2 separate regions of the Zea mays genome follow, and region 1 is linked to region 2. A link is a contact called in public Hi-C data. All regions are on one chromosome and are shown on one strand. The core of a region is the stretch at or near the end of the contact, and the rest is flanking DNA. Distances in the headings are between cores, read along the strand shown.

Region 1 (4,309 bases), core at 1,570-4,069, 190 kb before region 2:
CTTGCTTCACATTCTCTGTTACAGACTTATTTTCATCCAGAGCATGTTTTAACTTCTCTATCTCAGAGCTCTTCCCTTCCAAAACTTGTTTCAAATTCTCTATTTGAGATCTCTTCTCGTCGAGAGCTTGCTTGAGTCCTTCACGCTCATGTACCAGACCCTTGCCCTTCTTTACAGCCATTGACAGCTTCTCTCTAAGCAATGCTGATCTCTCCTCCACCCGTTCAACCTCCTTCTGCAGTGATACCTTCTCATTTTTCAGAACAATAATCTCCTCAGCCATTCTTTGAAGTTCACCAGTCCTCTCAGATCTGTTAATCATGTCTTCTTCAAGAATCATCTTACATAGTGTTGATTCCTGGTCTAGGGTATACAGTAGTGCTTGTAGCTTCTCAAAGCTGCCACTCTCAATAGGAGAAGATTTTGGTCTTTGTTGGATATTTCTGAGGCCCTGCTGTACCAATTTGGCAATATCCATAGACTGACTACCCTCCAATGTGACATCAAAAAATTCCGCAAATGCCTTTAGCAACTCATTATTTTGTGATGAGACAAGGGACAACTTATTAACAGCAGCTTTGTATAGGGACATCAATTCAGAATGTTCATTTAAAAGAATATCCTTTTCCTGTTTCTCTTCCAGTAGAATAATTGTCAAACGGTCAATTTCCTCATGCATTGACACCAGCTTTGATTCATGTGCAGCCATTTTAGCCAACATTTCAGCAGACTCATCACGCAACCGGACCGCATCATCTTTGGCCTGGTTCAGTGAGCTGGCAAGCCAACTGATCTGGGAATCAAGTTCAGAGGTTAAGACAGAATGTGGAATGTCAACAGAGCTCAAGATTTCTTTAACTTTCTGATGCTCTGAGAAGATCATATCTGCAATTTTCTTCTGCTCAACTAACCATCCCAACCTATCTGTCATCTCCAAGGAAAGAAGATCTTCTGGAAATGTTGCCTCTGACATGATATCTTCAATGCGTTCAAAAACCCCATCCTTTAGTGAAAGGGAAGCATGCAGGGCACTTTTTGATTCATTTAATTGCTCCATGCTGGTCTTAGCAGCTTCCCATGCACTATATGTGTCTCGAAGCTCATCCAAGCACTTTTCATGCTCACTTGTCTTTTCATCTAAAAAAATCTGTAGCTCATCAACCCTGCTCTCAGCTGCTTGCAGGGCATCAGACTTCTTTTGCAATTCTGTCATGCAACTCTGAAGCTCACCCGTCTTTTCAGCCAAGGCCTGCTTCAAGGAATCACGGTGTTGCACCAGTGACTTGCCCTTCGTAACAGCCATGCTGAGCTTCTCCTTAGTCGTTGATAACTTTTGCTCCATCTGCTCAAACTCTGCCTTTGCTTTGCTTGCCTCAGCATTCACTGCATTCCTAGCAGCTTTCACTTCCTCAAGTTCATCAGCAATAGCCTTCTTCTCTTCAGCAAAAGCATTCATCTTCTGCAGTAAATCCACCTCATTTCTCTTGCTACCAACCAATTCATCTGAAAGAACACTTAAAGTGGTAGCAAGGTCACCGTGCCCTGTGGCCGCGAAACCAGGCTTCACCTCAGCTAAAATTTGCTCAAGCTGTTCAATACCCATCGAGGCCTGCCTGTACCTCTCCACAAGCAATGAAGTCTTCCTTTCCAGAATAGAAATCCCATCCTGGTCAGCACCCTCAAAGCTGGCATCATCTTGCCTAACCACAGCATCAATTGATGCAAGCATCCGCCCAACAGCTTGCTCAGACCCTTCTCTCCACGAACCCAGGTATACATGAGCAACCTCACTTGATACCTCTGCCTCTGCAGCCCTGGCATGTAGGCTCTCAATCTCTTGCTCCCTGGCCCGTGCCATCGAGTTAAGTTCAAGCACAAGCCTCGAGCAGTCGTCCAGCATTGAATGCAACAGTGTCTCGTCAGCGTCCTCTCCATGCAACGCAACTGAAGCTTCCTGCCCCAACATCTCCTGTAGCAACCTCCGGAGTGCCACTGCCTCCCGAGCAAATACAGCCTTCTCTTCCTGAACAAAAAAAAAACATTGTTCGTCACATCACAAATTAGAGCTTCCGCAGCAAAATCACGCACAAAACCAATATAATCTGACGGGAGAGGAAAGAGGAAGCAGCACCTGGTACTTGCGGAGCTCGGCGCTGGTGCTGGAAACCTCAGGGAAGTCGATGACGGCTATGGACTCGTCCAGCGAGCGTGCGGAGAGCGAGCCGGCGGCCGCGAGATCTTCGGGGGCGTCGTCGAAGGTCTCGCCGCTGGTGGCGTCGTCAGCGGGCATGTTGACGAGGACGCCGCTGTCAGGGTCGGCCCCGGGGCTCCGCGCTTCCTGCAGAGCGAGAGAAGCTTCTCTAAGACGCCGTAGGTCCGAACCCGTGGTACCCGAGTGGAGGCGGCTTCGTCGCGCCATACCTGAGTAGGAAGCTCGACGAGGACGCCGTCGCTGCTGCCGGTCTCGTCAGTGTGGGCCCGGCTGCGCTGCGGCGAGGAACGGCGGCGGGCGGAGGGGGAGGACGAGGACGAGGAGGACTTGGGGGAGGAATCGGAGTCAGAGTGGTCACCCATGGCGACTGCGGCGGCGACGACAGATCTGGGCCGGGTCCGGGTGGGGGATCTGATCAAGCCATCGGGCATCGGCTACGCGGTAACGCGGGGGAGAGCAGCGAGTCCGGTGTGTCCTGTACTCCTATTCGGTGGAGACGATGGGTTGTGGGCCACGCGCCCACGCCAGTCCCGGCGCCCAGGATGCGTTCCGCCTGCAGCTGCAGCGGAGGATCGTGGAGAGCGAGCTTACACATGGGCCCCAGGTGGCAGTGGGAGAGTTGGCGGGTGGTGATTTGTCAAATTGGTGCTGGCCATTGCGCTATTGTCAGCGACTCGGCGACCTAGGGCCCACCTGTCGGTGACCGAGTACGTGCTCGGTGCCGCATTCATGACTGCGACGGGAAAGCCAGTGCCGTGCGCGAGCGATCCGAGCAAGAGCAACCGAGCGGGACGGTGGGAGACTGGGAGGTGCTCCATCTCGCGCGCCTTCCATCACAAGGATCTCCACGCGTCGACCATCCGAGGTGCTCGAGGATCGGGGTCCACGTGAACCCACCGGCACCTTCTGCAGTTTCTGCTTCCTAGCCCTAGGTCGAAGTCTTCTTTGATCAATCGAGTCAATCAGAGAAGTTGCATTTTGTTGTCGTCTCATCAGGCAGGCGATCTGATCGGCGACATGTCTGAATGTCGTATCGGACTTTATCGATCATCTCCACAGGTATTATATACTCTACTTCCCATTGAACTCTAGAGGTGTTAGTGATTTTTTTTCAGATTTGCCGTCGAACAGTTTGGTGTAGTAAAATCGGACGGCGTTGTTGGCTTTGTTTTCTGGACTTTGAGTTTTTTACTTCAGTTTGGTTGTTCTCCCCGATGTAGAAATTTCTGCTTTGCATCCATTTTTTTGGGGAGGGTTTGTGTGTTTATGATACTAGTAACCTCATCTTATTGATGTTGGTCTTATGCCTTTCCCTTGTCTAGTGCCATGCCTTCCTCTTCTCTAGTGCCTGAGCCCTGAAGTGACCAATATTGTCGGTGGTTTAACCATGGGAGGAGGAAACGAATTCTTGGTGGGGATGACCGGCTCTGCTCCTGATTCTGCCCGCCAGAAGCGGTGTCACGACACTGCCAACGGTGAGGTGCGGGACGGCGACACTGTGGTAAAGAACGGGAAGACGTCCGATGCTGCCTCCGTAGAGAAGAGGGAGAAAAAGGAACATCTGTTTAAATGCAGTGCCTACCATGGGAAGGATACGGACATGTGGAGTGGCGACCAGAGGATAAACAAGAGCAGGGTGCCTGCCGCATTATGTGAGCAGGGAAGGGAAATGGATGATGACCTGAACAAAACCAACAGCAAGGAGAGGATGATGGGTGTTGAACTGGACAAGGAAAAGACGATTACATCGGATGACTGCAGTAAGGTTGAGGGTAAGAAAAAGTTCAACACCGCATCCCCTGAGGAGGAGAGGAAGAAGAAACCTCACAATGCCAGCACTGGGAAGAATATGCAAAGGGATGATGACAAGGAGGTGGTAAGGATTATGAGTAACTCTGATACTAAGGTGAAGATCAAGAAGGTGTCCACCCCATTACCTAAGAAGGAGAAGAATAAGGAAAAGCTAAACAAAACCTACCGAGAGAAGAAGATGCAGGCTGCTGACAGCAAGATGCGGAGTTGTTACAGTGGAGTGAAGAAGGGGAAGGTGCCCACAGCATTTTGTGATAAAGAAAAGAAAAGGAAAATGCCTGACAA
Region 2 (4,215 bases), core at 957-3,456:
TATATAGATTACAGTTAGTACTAAAGTATCCAAACAAATCCCATTGCGAACAGAAACACATGATGGAGTACGTACATACAATTTTTATCACTCATGCCTACTCATGACCCATGCATGTAGTAGGTAGGAATGAGAAGTGACCACGGTAGTAGTAGTAGGGACCATAAAAAACATCCCAAACACTAGGCTCCAAATCACATCACAGCCACCATGGCTGACTCTCGTCTTCAGGGACCCTTCCATGGAGTGGCACTAAAGACAGAGTGGTTTAGAGAGCAAACCCCTCGGATTCCGGATATTTAAAAAGGCTTTCCAGAAACTAAAAGTACCTTGGTGGTGGGACTAAAACAGCAGTAGGATATTACACAACTAACAAGTATAGTGGTAACAGTTAGCATGGTAGCGGGAAGTTACACTTGGATAAAAGACTGGCACGGCCTCGGCACGACTCGAGCCGACAGAGCCCGGAGCTTCATGTCCTTGAGGGCCGGGTCCTCTAGTAGGAGGACCTTGTCCTTGTCCCTCACCCCAACCATGTGGAGGTGGTCGGTGTCGTTCCTCTCTTTGCCCCTGAACAGCAGCCTCTGCTCCCGTGGCTCTAGCCCTGTTACCATGGACAGCATCACCTTCAGCTCCCCTGCAAATTTTATTTTTATTTTTCAGAGACAAAGCTTGTAAGTTACGACACAATAAAAAAAATGGCAGACTTTTTAGATGGAATTCAAACCGTGTCAGTGCACACACCGTTTAGATAACGAATGGAAGATCTATTAGGCTGTCTCCAGCAACGTCCTCTATATTCATCCTCTATATCCGTCCTTTACAGTCTTCTCTAAAAGATTTCATCCTCTATATCTCCTTCCTCTCCAACAACGTCCTCTAAATTACGTCCTCTACACTCAAATATCTATATTAAAAATATTTTTTATTTTTATTTTTTATACATACGTATTTGTCATACTCTCAAATGTATTGTACATATTTTAGTTTTGGTAAACCGGTTATTTAAAGTATTCAAATGGATAGAGGATCGTTTAGAGAAACTCTATATATAGAGAATCCAGCAGCGTTCTCTAAATTTAGAGGATCGTTTAGAGGACGCTGCTGGAGGGCGTAGAGGACCATTCGATCCTCTATATTTAGGGTACAGAACCCTTTAGGGTCCCTTGTTGGAGCTAGTCTTAATAAGGCATACTGTATGAGCTGGCGACTATAATAAATATTTTATTATTATTTTCACATTTGTACATCGCAGCTACCAAAGTTATGACTCGGCTTCAGCATTTGGTGCTGCTACAGATACTGTGAAGTACTGTAGTTCTGACTTCTGAGGAAGATGCGGCGCTGTGACCATCAGAGTTTTTTTTTTTTTTTTGATGACCACCAGTCATCGTGTCATCGTCAGAGGAGTAAATGGAAATTTGGGAGCAGAGCTGTGCTGTGCATACTCCATTGCACGCACTGTGCTGTGCATAGGAAATGCCAAATGCAGGGATGCTGCTGTACTGGACAGTTCAGACTTGAGAGCAAGGGCGCTGCTTCCGTTCTTTATTAACTGCACTCAACGACTAGCAACCAACTACGTACTACTCTGCATTCACTGACGAGGAGGATTGGAGGGAGGGAAAAAAAACTGGACATTTCCTACGCACATTTTATTTTCTCCTACGCAAGGATGCAGTGCAGGGGAAGAAAGCTCGGTATAAAATGATGGAAAGTTCCAAGAAGGAACCATGTGAAACCAAGTTCCAAGAAACCGTACTACTAGTGCTGCTAATCCACCAGCAACCGCAAAAGAAAGCCACTCATCAAACAGAGAGAGAAAAAGAAAAAGAAACGGAGAGAAGAGTGTGCTCTGCTCACCAAAAGTGGAGGTGGCTCCGATGGACACATCATGCCAGGAGAAGCCGGTGGAAACCCTGACGGCGACCGTCTCCCGGCCGCCCCTCCCGTCCCTCTTCTGCACCAGCATCCCTCCCGGCCGCACCTCCCACTCGATCTCCCGGGCGCCTCCTCCGCCGGCCGCGGCCGCGCTGCCATTGTCACCGCCGCCGCCGGAAGCGGCCGCCTGCTGCTTATTGGACGTGGAGGAGATCCTCTTGAAGAGCCTCTTGGAGTAGCTCAGCTTGATCATGGCCGCAAAAGGCGCGGGGCTAGCGGCTGGTTCAATTCGCGTGTGTGTAGCCGATTTCAGGCTCTGTGGTGTGGACGTGTGGTGCCAAGGCTGGGGTGTTAATATATATAGGACGAGGAGGGCGACGAGGGGACTGGAGGGAGTTGCGGCACAACTGCACAAGGCTGGTCCTGGCAGGCTGGCTCTAGAACTAGAAGCGTGCGTGTGTTTAAAGTCCAGGACCGGCCGAGTCCATCGTCAAGGCAGGGCTGGCAGGCAGGCATGCAATGCAATGCAACAGAGCGTAGGGCCCCAGAATTCATTAATAAGAAAACACGGACGAGGACAAGCATGTTGCCATTACAGTACTACTGCTTCGCATTGCATGCACATGGGGAGTGTTCCTTGTCGCCGAAGATGACGAGACGAGGAGAGAGCCTCCTCGGACGATGGCGGGTGGTAGGAGGAGTTGGAGTTGGAGGCCATAGGCCAAGAGCAGGCGGAGGATGATTGATCGGGGCGTGGTCGGTTGACGGTTTGCCTTGCCATGATGGCCTGGGCCTGGCCTGGCCGCGCCGGCCACCGCTAGTTTTCTTGTTTTAGTTGTAGCTTAGGGCCCCTCTCCGGCCCCGCGCGCGATTGGTTATGGCCGTTGTTTTGAACGCAAGGAAAGAAGACGACGACGACGACGACGGGGAGGGAGGAGTGGTGTACGTTGCACAGTGCGTGCGTGTTTTGAGTAGGGCCGAAGTTAAGTGTGCGTTTCGTTTGGATCAAATTCTGGTGGCTCCGTCCGAGGGTGGTTAAGGTGGGCATGGGTGGGGGCCTCTGTGCTCACTCATTTCATTTCCAACTTGGTCCTTCCTAGCTCGCTTTGCATATTCGTATAGTAGTATGCGTTAATTAATTAATTTGCACCGCCCGCTCCAAAAGCTATAAGCTACTGACAATCCCCTGTGGGCTGTGGGATGGTAATTCATCCTGCATGCGTGTTCACTGTTCAAGAAACAGGGAAAAAAAATCTATACGAACCGTATCCAAACAGCTCCTCCCGTCCACCACTTATAGACCCACAAAAACATATTAAAATTTGCAACTTAACTCTTTAATATTTTTTCTATTTATATGGACCATCAATTAGTGAATGTGAGGGACTCTAAAAGAGATTATTTATATTCTAGATGCAAAGAATTTTTTTTCCCAACAAACAGCATGGCCGGCAGGCAAGGAAACTGCAGTACTACGATTAAAATTAGTACTGATGGCTGCTTCTATTCTATTGCCTCGGCCAGATGGTGATGATAAGTCCGAACAATCTGAGTCGGCGCAAGATGCCCAAATTAATAAAACAATCTGATTGCTGCACGTGCGAGCATCAATCGCGGACGGGACCGGCCATGGGCCGGCGGAGCGCCGTGTAATTGCAGAGACGAAGAGGCCTCGTCGAACACCTTGCATGCTTCGGCGACGCCCGTTATTCTCGCGCCGGAGGGCCGGCCACATGGCGTCGCACGATTCCCCGGCGGCGAGTGCTGCGGCAATTTAGGCTATTCGCTGCATCTCCACCAAGCATGTTAGGGGTAATCGGCCGGCGGATCGTATGATATACATGCCAGTGCCACACCGACACCGTGTATCTTCGTAGATCAGGCCGTTAGCGGCAGCCTTGCTCACAAGTGCTTTGTCATTGGCATGGATGGATTGGGACTTTAGGTTTACGATTATCCATTGAACACTGCCTATATTCTTCCATTCTTGTTCTTGCCAATGAAAATGCCAGTTTGACTGACAGGTCAAGGGATTAGACAGGATCGGGATCGGGACTCTGGGTCCGCCGTCCACCAGAGCCACGCGGCCGGCCATCCGTCTGGCAACGCAAACCATTAGCCATAGGTCTGGACGTCTGGTGCATGCGGGCCGCCGCCCACCCGCCAGCAAACCGGAACGCGGCCAGCCACGCCGACGCCGCCCGTCACCACATTCAACGGTGCGCTGTCCAGGTACTACCTTGTATAGTGCTTTAGAGAGGATAACAAAGGGTAAGATGAAAAGTGTTGCGTCTACAAGTTGAGGGAAGGCTCCAATTCCCATTTCTCATTCTT

What was found. A called contact is a pair of places that touch in the nucleus more often than the background predicts.
Region 1: a contact with region 2 is called in a Hi-C map of endosperm, with 5 times the contacts expected there. The contact joins the promoter of LOC103627381 here to the promoter of LOC100285743 in region 2. A contact is called at or near these places in 8 of 25 Hi-C or Micro-C datasets (bundle sheath, ear, endosperm and 3 more) and 2 of 3 datasets of contacts at active chromatin or transcription factors (leaf and seedling).

Annotation. Positions count from the first base shown.
Region 1 is chr5:184,919,103-184,923,411 of Zm-B73-REFERENCE-NAM-5.0, reverse strand. It overlaps LOC103627381 (myosin-9), which reads right to left and starts at 2,819. Exons shown (of 8, transcript XM_008647671.3): 1 at 2,422-2,819; 2 at 2,132-2,338; 3 at 1-2,023. The coding sequence starts at 2,643. LOC103628738 (B3 domain-containing protein Os02g0598200) reads left to right here and starts at 2,875. Exons shown (of 7, transcript XM_020538582.3): 1 at 2,875-3,271; 2 at 3,535-4,309. The coding sequence starts at 3,600.
Region 2 is chr5:184,725,658-184,729,872 of Zm-B73-REFERENCE-NAM-5.0, reverse strand. LOC100285743 (ubiquitin family protein) reads right to left here and starts at 2,206. Exons shown (of 2, transcript NM_001158634.2): 1 at 1,864-2,206; 2 at 19-637. The coding sequence starts at 2,134. The coding sequence ends at 411.